Linked DNA regions of Sus scrofa: regions 2, 3 and 4 are each linked to region 1. A link is a contact called in public HiChIP or PLAC-seq data. All regions are on one chromosome and are shown on one strand. Each heading gives the region's core, a stretch centred on a gene start, on an enhancer-like site or on the middle of the called end of the contact. The rest is flanking DNA. Distances are from core to core; before and after follow the strand shown. Region 1 holds the start of JADE2 (protein Jade-2). Region 2 holds the start of PPP2CA (protein phosphatase 2 catalytic subunit alpha). Region 3 overlaps JADE2 (protein Jade-2). Region 4 holds the start of SKP1 (S-phase kinase-associated protein 1).

Evidence for each region. HiChIP or PLAC-seq counts read pairs in DNA pulled down with a chosen protein or histone mark.
Region 2: a contact with region 1 is called in an H3K27ac HiChIP or PLAC-seq map of alveolar macrophages. The contact joins the promoter of PPP2CA here to the promoter of JADE2 in region 1. A contact is called at or near these places in 1 of 47 Hi-C or Micro-C datasets (liver) and 1 of 2 datasets of contacts at active chromatin or transcription factors (alveolar macrophages).
Region 3: a contact with region 1 is called in an H3K27ac HiChIP or PLAC-seq map of alveolar macrophages. The contact joins the enhancer-like site here to the promoter of JADE2 in region 1. A contact is called at or near these places in 1 of 5 promoter capture datasets (liver), 5 of 47 Hi-C or Micro-C datasets (alveolar macrophages, embryonic fibroblasts, fetal heart ventricle and 1 more) and 2 of 2 datasets of contacts at active chromatin or transcription factors (alveolar macrophages and skeletal muscle).
Region 4: an H3K27ac HiChIP or PLAC-seq map of alveolar macrophages shows a contact between it and region 1. The contact joins the promoter of SKP1 here to the promoter of JADE2 in region 1. A contact is called at or near these places in 1 of 5 promoter capture datasets (fetal liver), 2 of 47 Hi-C or Micro-C datasets (brain and embryonic fibroblasts) and 1 of 2 datasets of contacts at active chromatin or transcription factors (alveolar macrophages).

The regions. Positions count from the first base shown.
Region 1 is chr2:136,684,720-136,687,419 of Sscrofa11.1, forward strand. JADE2 (protein Jade-2) reads left to right here and starts at 1,337. Exons shown (of 19, transcript XM_021084773.1): 1 at 1,337-1,661; 2 at 2,217-2,262. It overlaps CDKN2AIPNL (CDKN2A interacting protein N-terminal like), which reads right to left and starts at 1,182. Exons shown (of 3, transcript NM_001244537.1): 1 at 943-1,182. The coding sequence starts at 1,181.
Region 2 is chr2:136,521,205-136,523,904 of Sscrofa11.1, forward strand. It overlaps PPP2CA (protein phosphatase 2 catalytic subunit alpha), which reads right to left and starts at 1,426. Exons shown (of 7, transcript NM_214366.1): 1 at 1,147-1,426. The coding sequence starts at 1,248.
Region 3 is chr2:136,815,286-136,817,985 of Sscrofa11.1, forward strand. All of the region lies in intron 16 of JADE2 (protein Jade-2), which reads left to right. Among named protein-coding and RNA genes, the nearest start is that of SAR1B, 58 kb to the right of the region's middle. Within about 2 kb of position 1,321, at least 32 of the 83 cell types and tissues checked have an H3K27ac peak or open chromatin away from gene starts, as enhancers often do. A contact at or near this core is called in alveolar macrophages, where this site is marked.
Region 4 is chr2:136,475,068-136,477,767 of Sscrofa11.1, forward strand. SKP1 (S-phase kinase-associated protein 1) reads right to left here and starts at 1,297. Exons shown (of 6, transcript XM_021084761.1): 1 at 842-1,297.

The DNA.
Region 1 (2,700 bases), core at 87-2,586:
AACATTATTTGTCTATTTGTCGAGTTTTCTGACATTTGCCTAATCTCCCATTAACCAGAATTTCCTAGAGACACCTGGAAAGCGGAGGAAAGGGAGGGATGCACGTGGCATTGCTTCCCCAAATCCCATTCTAATAACTGCCCAAGTCTGAAAGCAAAACCAAGTGGCTTAGGGCTGGAGGGGCCACGACACGAGGCAGCCATAAGGAGCAAGGAAACCAGGACTAAGCCAAGTCATCTTACCCTAACACAATATCAGGAAACGCTAAAAGGATGTGGGAGGCCCAAGATTTGCCACCTTTTGCATGGAGTGGCAAAGGGAGTGCCATTTCAGGCATTTCAAAACCAGACCCTTGAAGGCATTTGTTATTTTCATAAAAGGAAAGGCAGAGACACAAAGGCTGGCTCTTGCTATGGGGTCCAGCAGACCAGGGAATGAGGAAAAACCAAAGGCCAAATATTATCTCTTGCCATAAGTGGTAAAATCCACCAACCCTGCCAGAAGCCAGGTAGCCCTAGGTGTGTCTCTTCCCCTCTCTCACCTTTTTATGTAAATTGGGGGGGTGTGGGGGGGTCTCAGCCATTGTCCCTGCACGTTTGCCAGGAGGAAAGGAATGAATGAACTTAAAGTGCACTCCGCAAAGGTGATGGTTTGAAGTAATAATACAAACACCAACAGCAATTTGAACGCCTAGCATGTTACTGAGCTCTTGCTAGATGACAGCCTATGCGAGGTGCTGTTCATCTTTTAATACTGTAGTCATCACAACTCATTTTCCAGGTGAAACTGAAGCTCAACGAGGTTAAGTAGCTTTGCAAGGGGCGGGCTAGGGTAGGACACCAGCCAGAGGCCTGGCTAGTGCCACTGGAGGCTGGGGGCACCGTCAGCCCTGGGGAAGGACTGGGGTCGGGACGGGGTCAGCTAGCCGGTGGGGGTCCGCACCTGCAACCCAGGAAGAGGTGATTAGCCCAGACCATGGAAAGGGACAGCAGCTGGTCCAGGCGGCCGCCGCCGTCGGGCGGGTCGCGGTAGTCGGGCAGGTGGCGCAGGATGAATTCCATGCGAGCCTTCCATTGCTTCTCGCTCTCCGAGTAGGAGCGAAACTGCTCCGCGAAGTCGGTCGCCTGCCGCACTCCCGAGACCAGCTCCTCCACGGCGGCGGCCGCCTCGCCACCCACCATGCCGCCCTGCGCCGCGGAGGGCCAGCCCTCCCCCGCCGCCTTCCCGACACGCACCGCGCCACCTCCCTGCGCCTAGAGGGGCCCCGGCGGCGCGCGACTGCTCGGGAGGACGGGCCTGGAGCGCCCTCGCTGGGCGCGGCGGCCAACCCCGCCGGGCCCTGCAGACTCCCGCGGCCCGCAGTCCCGGGCGTGGGTCTCCCCGGAGGCCGCAGGGGCAGTTCTCGGCCAGCCCCGCGGGCAACCAGCAGGGAAACGGAGGCTCCCGCCGAGCGCAGAGGAAGGGCGGCCCTCTCCCATTCGGAGCTGGAGGCCGGCCAGGGATGTCCAGCGTCCTTGCCCGGGGAGTTCCCCGGGCTCCGGCCCAAAGTCCAGTGTCCTCGGTTCTGAGCACTTGTTTACGTAGAGATGCTCTGTGTTAGCTTCTGATTGATTCCCAGAGGTCTCGACACCCCCACCCAGTGTGTGGCCTGCCTTCCTGGAGTGAGTCACCCATCCAGCTGAATACCTGCTAGACCCTTTGCTAGGTGCTGGGGATGCAATGAGAGCCAACTCCGAGCGTTGTTCTAATGAACTTTATCGTCTGCTGGCGGAGACAGACATTGTTAGTGATACTAATTGCTCAAGGGAAATTTTTCAACGTTGACAAATTTTAGTAAAGAGAGGCCCAGAGGGCTAGGAGCATGAATAAGCCAGAGATGTGATCCAGTCCCGTGGGTCAGGGAAATGACTGCTGGAGAGCTGAGGGATGAGCAGGAATTAACTAGACTAAGACGAGCAGGGCACCTCAAGAAAGCTTAGTCTGGTAAGAGAACGGCAAGATCTTTATGACAAATCCTAGAGTGGGGGGAACAGTGGAGGGGATGAAGCTGCAAAGAGCAGTAAGGGCAGGTCATGGAAGGGCTTGTGATCTAGATCCTAAAAGGAATGGGGAGCCACTGAAGGATTTTAAACAGGTGTTTCCAAAAGGAGCCAAAATGGATGTGTCCAGAGGAGATGAGCAGGTGAGCTGGCCTGACTCTGTTTTCTGTTCTACAGTCAGGTGAACCCGCTGAGAGACAGAAGAGCTTCTTCCTCATCAAAGGTAAATTTCCATCCCATTCAAGTACAGTAACTGGGAAACCACTTGAGCCGCCATCAGCCTTGAGAAATTATTGACCTGACGGGCTTCCCATCATCCCCCATGAAATGTAGGGTGAAATGCAGAGCTGGGCCTAGAATCCAGGATCAGGGCTCCAGTGTGTTTAGGGCCTACATTGTGAGTGGGGCGTAGGGGTAGAGCTCCTGTGTGTTGTGTGCTGGCTCTGCAGCTTCTGGTGGGACATCAGAGACTCCAGCAGGCAGACAACCTATACTGAATAGAAATACCGGGCAGTCTTTTGAGTAGAGTGTGCCAGCAGAACTAGCACCAGGCTTAGTGACATCCCACTTGGTTAACCATAGGCAGGCATCTCCAGCAGCAAGAATGTGAACAGGGCTGTGAAACCAAAGACAGACTTAGCTTTTCCATATCAATCAGGAA
Region 2 (2,700 bases), core at 176-2,675, 160 kb before region 1:
CAGCATTTTCTCTACTTTAGAAAACTGAATTATAAGACTTAAACAGGCTACCTGTTTCCCCAACTCCTTGGGAAAAACAAATCAGAATTAGGTCATTTAAAATGGACTTCTAAAACAGACTACAACATTCCATTTTAAACGTTTGTGGGATTTAAACACTAAACACAATGACTGGAATACAGCAAAAGCTCGATCAACAGCTGTTAATATCATACTTACTACTTAAAGTCACAAATATACTAACAACTTTTCCAGCAGAGAGCAAGGATACAAAATCTGCTGGTCTTAACAGTTTATGCTGCTCATTTAAAAAACAAATGGCAAAATGCCAAGAACCTTAAGCTTAAAGAAGGGTTTCATACTATCCAATTTGAGTCAGCATATAAATCAGAGATTAAACTGACACTTGATTTCCAATCCCAAAGCTCCTATGTAGAATGACTCACCAAAATGTCTAATTCTTCCAACTATGAAAAATAAGTTATACTCCTCCCTATAACTACCACCATGACCTTCATTGAAACTTAGATTAAAAGCTCATTTAAAAATTCTCGAAAAAATGTACTAATAAGTCTCTGGAAAACACAGCTCGAGAGGTTTACCATAAACCACTCAAGACGATGCTAAATCTGCGTGACCTTTATTAGATAGGTCCCGGGATCCGGCCTACAAGCTTGCCTCTGGGGGACCCTCTGGACAGCTCTGGACCTAAGCATTCGGCCTGAGTACAAGTAAGAAACCTCCCACCAAACTCACAGAAGAGTCCCAGGCCCCATTCCCAGGCCGTAGAACCTAAGACCTCGTGCCCAGATATCAAAACCGTCCCTGACCCTTACTCGCAGGGTCTCCGCTCCCCCGCACCCTCCCCCAGCCACTTCGCTTCCAGCCAAGGCCGGGAAGCTCTGAAGCCCCGGAGTCGGGTGAACGGCGCCATTTTAGGCGGCGGTGGCAGCGACAACCAATCCCTGCGCGGGAGGCAGGGGGCGCCGGGTCGTCCGGGAGCCGCCGCCGGGCCGCGCCGGGGGCCGGTCTGGGAGGCTCGGGGGCCGGGGCCGCTGGCCTCCGCCATGTTGCACCCTCCCCGCGGCCGCTTCCTTCTCGGCGGGCTCGGCCCGCCCCGGCTCCCGAAGCCGGAGTGCAGCTCACCTTCTCGCAGAGGCTCTTGACCTGGGACTCGGACAGCTGCTTGCACTCATTCAGCTGCTCGATCCACTGGTCCAGCTCCTTAGTGAACACCTTCTCGTCCATGATGCCACCCGCCCGAACCGGCTGCCGCTCCGCGCTACTCCCGCGCCGCCGCCCGCACACGGGCCACACGCACACGCTGCCGTCGGCCCCCGGGGTACTTGTGTGGCTGCTGAAGGCTGCTCGGCAGTAGCGCTGCCCGGTTGACTCGCCCCTCGGTGTTCGGCTACCGGCCACTGACCTCCTCCGCTCGCTCTAGCCTTGGAGCTCGGCTCTGTAATGGCGGCCGCCGGCGTGGTGACGTCACGCCCGGCGTCAGGAGGTGGCGGGGTGAGGAGGGGTAGAAGCGCCGGGATACGAGCTGCGCAACTGCCGGGCCGGCTCTCATCTGCGGCCAGACCCGAGCGGGGGCGGGAACTAGGGGCCAGGGCGCAGGCGCGTAAAGTAGCCGGCTGGAAACAGGCACCTTCGCTTTTAGGGCGCGGTCCTGTAGAAGGGAGGGGCCGAGGGGGAAGGGAAGACCGAGTCCAAGCAGGGGCCTTGCTTATAGCTGGGAAGTGGGCTAATCTTAGAGCACTAAATCCTGCAGGGTGTAGTTGCGGACCAGGCGCAGGCGCAGCCGGGGTGCGAGGGTGGCTCCTTGTTGCCGGAGACTTTTTCCCTGAGGTGATACGCCTCGGCTCCTCACCTGGCGACTGCCAAAGCACGGAAACGAGAATTGGGCCCCGTGGCTCCTCCATTCTACAACAGCACTGGAATTGCTGCATCTTGGGAGCAGGAACAGGCGCCGAGTGGTAGCCAGGTTGGAGTAGCCACCCCTGCCTCCGGGTGCGGCCAGCACCTTGTAATTAGGTCAGTCGTAGGCGGAAGAGGGTGTACCTGCAGTACTGCGCAGTGCACCTGACTCCCCAACACACCTGTCCCCGGGCCTCGATGTCTCTTCTAGCGCCATGGCTGGGGCCTCCTAGCGCTCCTGGCTTCCACAGGCGCCGCTGCAGTCTTGCCATTGTGGCCTTCCCCCCTAGGTGGGCGCTTTCCTCCGACTCCGAGCCTCCAAGGGAAGAAGAAAACGCCCCCGACCCCACCCCCACCAACCGTCTGCCCACTCAGGCCTTCTTTCTAGAGGGAAGACCGCAAGGAGATGGACGCACCGGTCCTGATTGAGACCCGGTAGTGTTAGAAGCGGCTGTGATGTGCGCTTTAAAGAAAGCTCAGATACCCTAGGATCGGACCTCTGGCTATAAATCTCTTCGAGATTCGTGAAATGTATCCGCATTCCGTTGTCCTTGCATTCGCAGAAATATTTGGCTCCGTACACCGCCAGTTATGTTCAAGATTCATGCCCGAAGGACAGAAGGGTCATACAAACAGAGGTACCCTACCCTGACGGAGCTTGTGTACTTCCTGGGATGATCTGGGGATAGACAGGCAGAAGAGCCCTTCACAAAAGCAGGAAGATGAATGGCCAGTAACACAAGGGTAGTAAGCAGGGAAATGAAAACCACAGATTCCAGG
Region 3 (2,700 bases), core at 71-2,570, 130 kb after region 1:
CACAGACACACATGGCCACCCTGTCCCCAGGCCGGGCTAGGAGACCGCCCTGGGGGGAGCATCAGGGCGGCTGCATGTGACCTGGGGCAGCTGCTCCGCTTACGTGTCTCTCAGCTGGCGCTTCTGTAGAGCCCTTAGAGCAACTCGGCAGATGTTGTCCTGTGGGGCTCTGGTGGCCAGGTGGTGGGGGAGATGAGACGGAGGCTATGAAACTGGACCCGGCTTCTCCACCCGTCTTCACCGCACTGATCTTCCCAGGTCAGAGGACCCTGTTGGCCTAGCAGGGAGCTTACTGTCTGGTTGCCAGCCTACTCCTGGGTCAGAAGGCAGGGGCATGGGGGACGCTAAATGTCCATGGCTCCCAGCAGGACAGAGAGCAAGGCCAGCAACGTTGCAGTCACCACTTCCTGCGCAGCCCAGCCTCCTGTCTCACGGGGCAGGACCATCAGGTACAGATCCTTCTGAGATCAAAGCTGTTCCACGCCTGCCCTCAGGCCATCCCCGAGTCTCCCCCCAGGGTCTCCAGTGCAGGCATCCTGCTCTCACTCCTTTTTCCAGATGACTCGGGACATCTGACTTCCCTGGTATGTGCTGGTCGGTGCCGTGTCTGACCCTGGCTAGGCTGTGTAGGGGGGTCAGGGGTGGGCTCAGCTATGGATCATCATCCTGGAAAAAGGGACCAGAAGTGTGTGGTGCCATCCCTGCTGTGAACAGACGGGAACCCTGGGGCTCAGAGAGGGATGTTTATTTTCTAAGGTTGAGTTGAATATGGACCTGAGTCGGGGGAGGGTTTGTCAGAGAGGTGTTGGCTTATCGTCTAGTCTGTCCATTTGGGGGCCACTTATCGGTCCGCTCGCCTCTCAACGCCACTTGGTACAGTTGCGGCCAGGGACTGAGGTTGTCAAGGGGCAGGATGCCAGCTGAGGCAGCTCTGGGGTTCTGGGGCCATAGAGCCCTCCAAAGTCAGGTATGAGTGGGCCCAGGCTTCCCCCAGGAAGAGGAGGCAAGGCCGAGCCTTGAAGTCTGTGCAGCTTCTTAGGGCTCAGGAGGGCCTGTCAAAATGCTGCTTCTCCAGCAACCTCCAAGCTGGGCTGACAGGTACCCACTGCGTGGCAGGCGAGGGAGGGTACAGCATGGGCAGGCTGAGGAGAGGACGTCGGAGACAACCCTGTGCTGGCTCGACCCCCTCCAGGTCCAGTCTCTGGGCCTTTCGCGGCGTGAGTGAGTGATGCCATGGGGAAGGCTGTCTGTGCAGGCCCGTGACTGTTGGTGGCCTGGCCAGCAGGCCCGGTCTCTGACCATGGGCCAGTGCCAACAGCCAAGACTATCCAGCCTGTTACTGGGCACCACGCCAGCTTGGACTGGATCCATCAGGGATGCAGGGTAGGGTTGAGGCCGAGGCTGTGGGTAGCCTGGGTCCACAGCCAGTTCCAGCCCTTCCCAGTTCTGTGCCTTCTGAGTTTCGGTTTCTGCTTCTGACGGGGTTTCAGTTTCCTTGGCTGTAAAATGGGAGTAAGGATCTGGTTGACCTTGGACCACGAGAAGGATGGGGCGCACGCTTAGCACACTGCCCTCTATTGGTGGTGATGGTCCTTGTTGCCACTCTGGCTCCTGGAAGGGTGGGTTGCTCAGAGGGTGCCTTCTGGGGAGGACCGAAAGGGCAGCCCCAGTGCCAGGGCCCGGGAGTCAGGGCATTTTCCCTGATGGGTGTGCCTCCCAAGGCCAGGCGGGGACTTGGCTGAGAGAAGCAGGAACAGGGACCACGCTGCCTTCCCCAGCATGAAATCCGATTTTATGGTCAGCCTAGAAGATGTGCTTTCCCGACATTTCCGCCTCAGGCCTCGGCCCTGGCCATCAGTACGGGAAGGCACGGCCGCTACAGCCCCCCGGAGTTACTCCCAGCTGACAAAAAAATTGCAGCCCTGACGATGAGCGGATGCCGGCCCGTGTCCCCTAGCAACGGTCCTGGCGGTTTGGGCTATGCAAGGCCTCGCTGCCTGTGGCTCCGCATCTGGCTACCAGGAGTTCATTGAAGGTGTGACCTGGCCTGAGAGGAGCTGGGAGAGTGGGGGCAGCTCTCAGACACCCCCCCCCCAGAGGACAGACAAGGAGGAACTCCCGGCGGCTCGTTGCTGATGCCTCCCCCATGCTTGCCACCTCCTTCCTTGTCCACTGGTCGCATCCCCTTTCCTCAGTCCTCAGGGCCTGGAGTGTGGTCCCCTTGACGGCCCAGCAAAGCCTGTCTTGTCCTGGGCAGCCCTGGCCTCAGAACTCGTGCTCCTGAGCCCCGTGTCTCCCGGCGCTGGGGCTTTTCCTCCCCGTTAGCACCTCTGCCCGCTCAGATCCTGTCCTGCCCTCTAGCCGCTCTGGGTCGGTAAGCTGGAATCCCCAAACACCCCTTCTCAACCGCAGCCTCCGCTCCCCTGCTCGCTTCCTCCTTCCCTGTCCCCTGCTTACTTCACTCCCACCCCGTCGGGCCTTAGCTCACCGCCTGTCCCTGGCGTCTGGGCAGAGCCTCACCCAACAGGAGCCGTTCTGTGACCAGACGCGAGCCCATAGCAGTGAATAGGCAAGCCCTCCAAGGTGCCCGCTGGCCAGCCTTGCTGGGATACTAGCTAGTGACATTCTGGGCGCCCTAGCCACCCTCTGTCTCACCTTTGCCTCTCTTTTTTTTTTTTTTTTTTTTTTTTTCAGTTTTGC
Region 4 (2,700 bases), core at 47-2,546, 210 kb before region 1:
GACACACAAACATTCTGCTGTGACGCTCTCATGAAAACATTCATGAGCCCAAACTCCAACCTTTAGTCTCCATTAAAAAGCAAACCAAAGCAGGTGAACATCCTATCCCTTCGAAAACCTCTTAGTAAGTTTACGGAGTTGGTGCACCTAAAAGCCAAACCACTGTGGCGATGGCACCTGCTACTCCAACAATTGCTTCAACAACCGCGGGCTGTGGCAAAATAATGGGCGACAAATATTCCGAAGGAGCAGGCAGCTCTCTGCCGAAATTCGGCTCCGGCGCAGTTAACCAGGACGAGTGACGCCAGACACAGGGGCGAGAAAGACTGAGAGCCAAGAATCCAGCTGCGGGACGACCCTACCACGCTTCCTCTGGGACACCCGAACAACAAACGGACAAACGCCCATGCTCACGACGACCCAGAGAAGTCCATTAAAAGCCCCGCCACCACCCTCGCCCTGGCTTCCCGGGGCCGATGGGCTCAACCGCCGAGGGAGGCCCCGGCCGCAGCCTGGGCCTGCAGCCTTGCTCCGCGACGGCTGAGGGTCGCCCCGCGCAGAGAAGGCCCAATCCCGGTTCCGCTCACACCTTCTCCCTCCCGCCCGCCTGGGCGCGGTGAAGACTAGCGGCTAAAAGAGGCCTCGGCAAGTCGAGGGGCGGTGTGGGAGGTGAATGGCACCTCCGGGAGAATGGGGTCGACGACGGCTTTCACCGGGCCTGAGGGAAGGCCAGGCCCAGGTGCCTGCCGTTTCGAGCAAGGCCAAAGCCGCAGCGGGGCGGCCCGCGGCTCGCAATCTGCGGCGCCACCGCCCCCTTTCAGCTCAGGCGGCGGGTACTCACGGTGTTTGGGCTCAAGGAGATGGCGGGCCGGAGGCTGACGAGAGAAGGGCGGTGTCCGCAACCGGAGAGACAGAAAAGCGACGCACAAGGCGACTTCAACCGAGTGGCGCGGCGTCGCCTTTATAGCAGCGGGCGCAGGCGCCGAGGACCCCGGGGCCCGTGACGTCACAGAGACGGCAGGGCTGGCCGCCGAGATCGCCTGACGGCAGGCGCAGACCGGCGGGGCGAGGCGCGGCGGGCCTTGAGTCTCACCCCTTCCCTCGAAAGCGGCGCTCACTCCCCTCAAAGCGGAAACGGGGGACTGGCTCAGATACTCCACGGCCTGCAAGGGTCTTTCAGGCGGGAGCTGGCCTAAGTCGAATTAAAGACCCCAGTCCCGAAAAGCCTAGAAACCTGGAGCGAGGGGCCGGGAGGGAGAGCGCGGGGAGTAGCGGGGAGAGAGGGGCGGAGTGGGGAGGGAGAGGCGTCTGTGTTAGGGGTGGTGTTTGGGAGGGGCTGCAGCTCCTTTTCATGATGGGGAAACTGGGACTCTGAGAAAGAAAGGGCGCTGATCTTTGCAGCCAGCGCTGTGAGATTTTGCTCAGGGCCTCAGTGTCCTCCCCTGAACCCTACATGAGTTAGCTCACTCTCCACAATAATGCATAAGAAGAAATATCAGGAGTTCCCCTCGTGGCTCAGTGGTTAACGAATCCGACTAGAAACCATGAGGTTTCGGGTTCGATCCCTGGCCTCGCTCAGTGGGTTAAGGATTTGGAGTGGCCATGAGCTGTGGTGTAGGTCACAGTCGCGACTCGGATCCCACGTTGTGGCTCTGGTGTAGGCCGGTGGCTACAGCTCCGATTCGACCCCTAGCCAGGGAACCTCCGTATGCCTTGGGTGCGGCCCTAGAAAGACAAAAAGACAAAAAAAAAAAAAGAAGAAGAAATACCATTACCCTTTTCTCTTTGACTTGTGAGGGAACAGGTTCAAAACGGTTCAGTGGCAGAGCAAGGATTGTTTGATACTCTCAACTCTGATTTCCTATCGACTTCTGAAGAGGCCTCCAATCCAAAGTAACCACTGTTTCAGGGAAACCCCAAGTTAGCAAAAGTGTATTGGGTGGGGGGAGGGCGAGGTGATGGGTGCTAGGAATTCGGCAGCGAACGAGGCAGCCAGAGTCCAGCCTGCAGAGAGCCCTTGTGTGGGATGCTCCCTAAAGGCTGTGTTAGGGTCCCTAAGATGAAACCAACCCTCAAGGGAAAGGGGTTAGTCTGCAAATTCCCACTCCCACCCTCTCCAGTCAGGGACTTTGACCTGCTCTACCCTGCTCTGTTTAGAGAACAATGCCACCCCTCTGGAGGAGACTAAGGCGCCAGGCTCACCTAACCAGCAGGCACGTGATGGTATTCCTGACGCCAAGGAGACAAAGGACACTTCCACACAGGGCCCCCTAAAGAAATCAGAAGCCTGCAGCTCTTCTGAGATGGGACTGGGCAGGGAGACCAAGCAGCTCCTTGGGTTACCAGGTCTTTGTCTCCAAGCTGTGGTATCCAGTGTCTGCCAGGTGCCACAGCTGATGTCGGGAAGATGAAAGGACCTACAGCTCTCAGACTTTTTCTCCACAAGCCTGCCCTGCCCTAAGCAGCTCCAGCTTCTGGTCTCTTAGTTAAGGCCCACTAGATCCCCTTTGCTCCCCTGCCTGTGGCATATAAGGGCCACCTTGTAGCCTAGTTGAGCATCCTAAGCAGGACTGGGCAGTGCCAGATTACACGTCTAGCTGGAGGATCTGGCACAGGGCCTGGCATTAGGAAGGTGTATGTTTTTTCCAAAATGTCTGGGGGCCCCTAATATTAGAATCACCGAGATATTCTTGGGTGGCT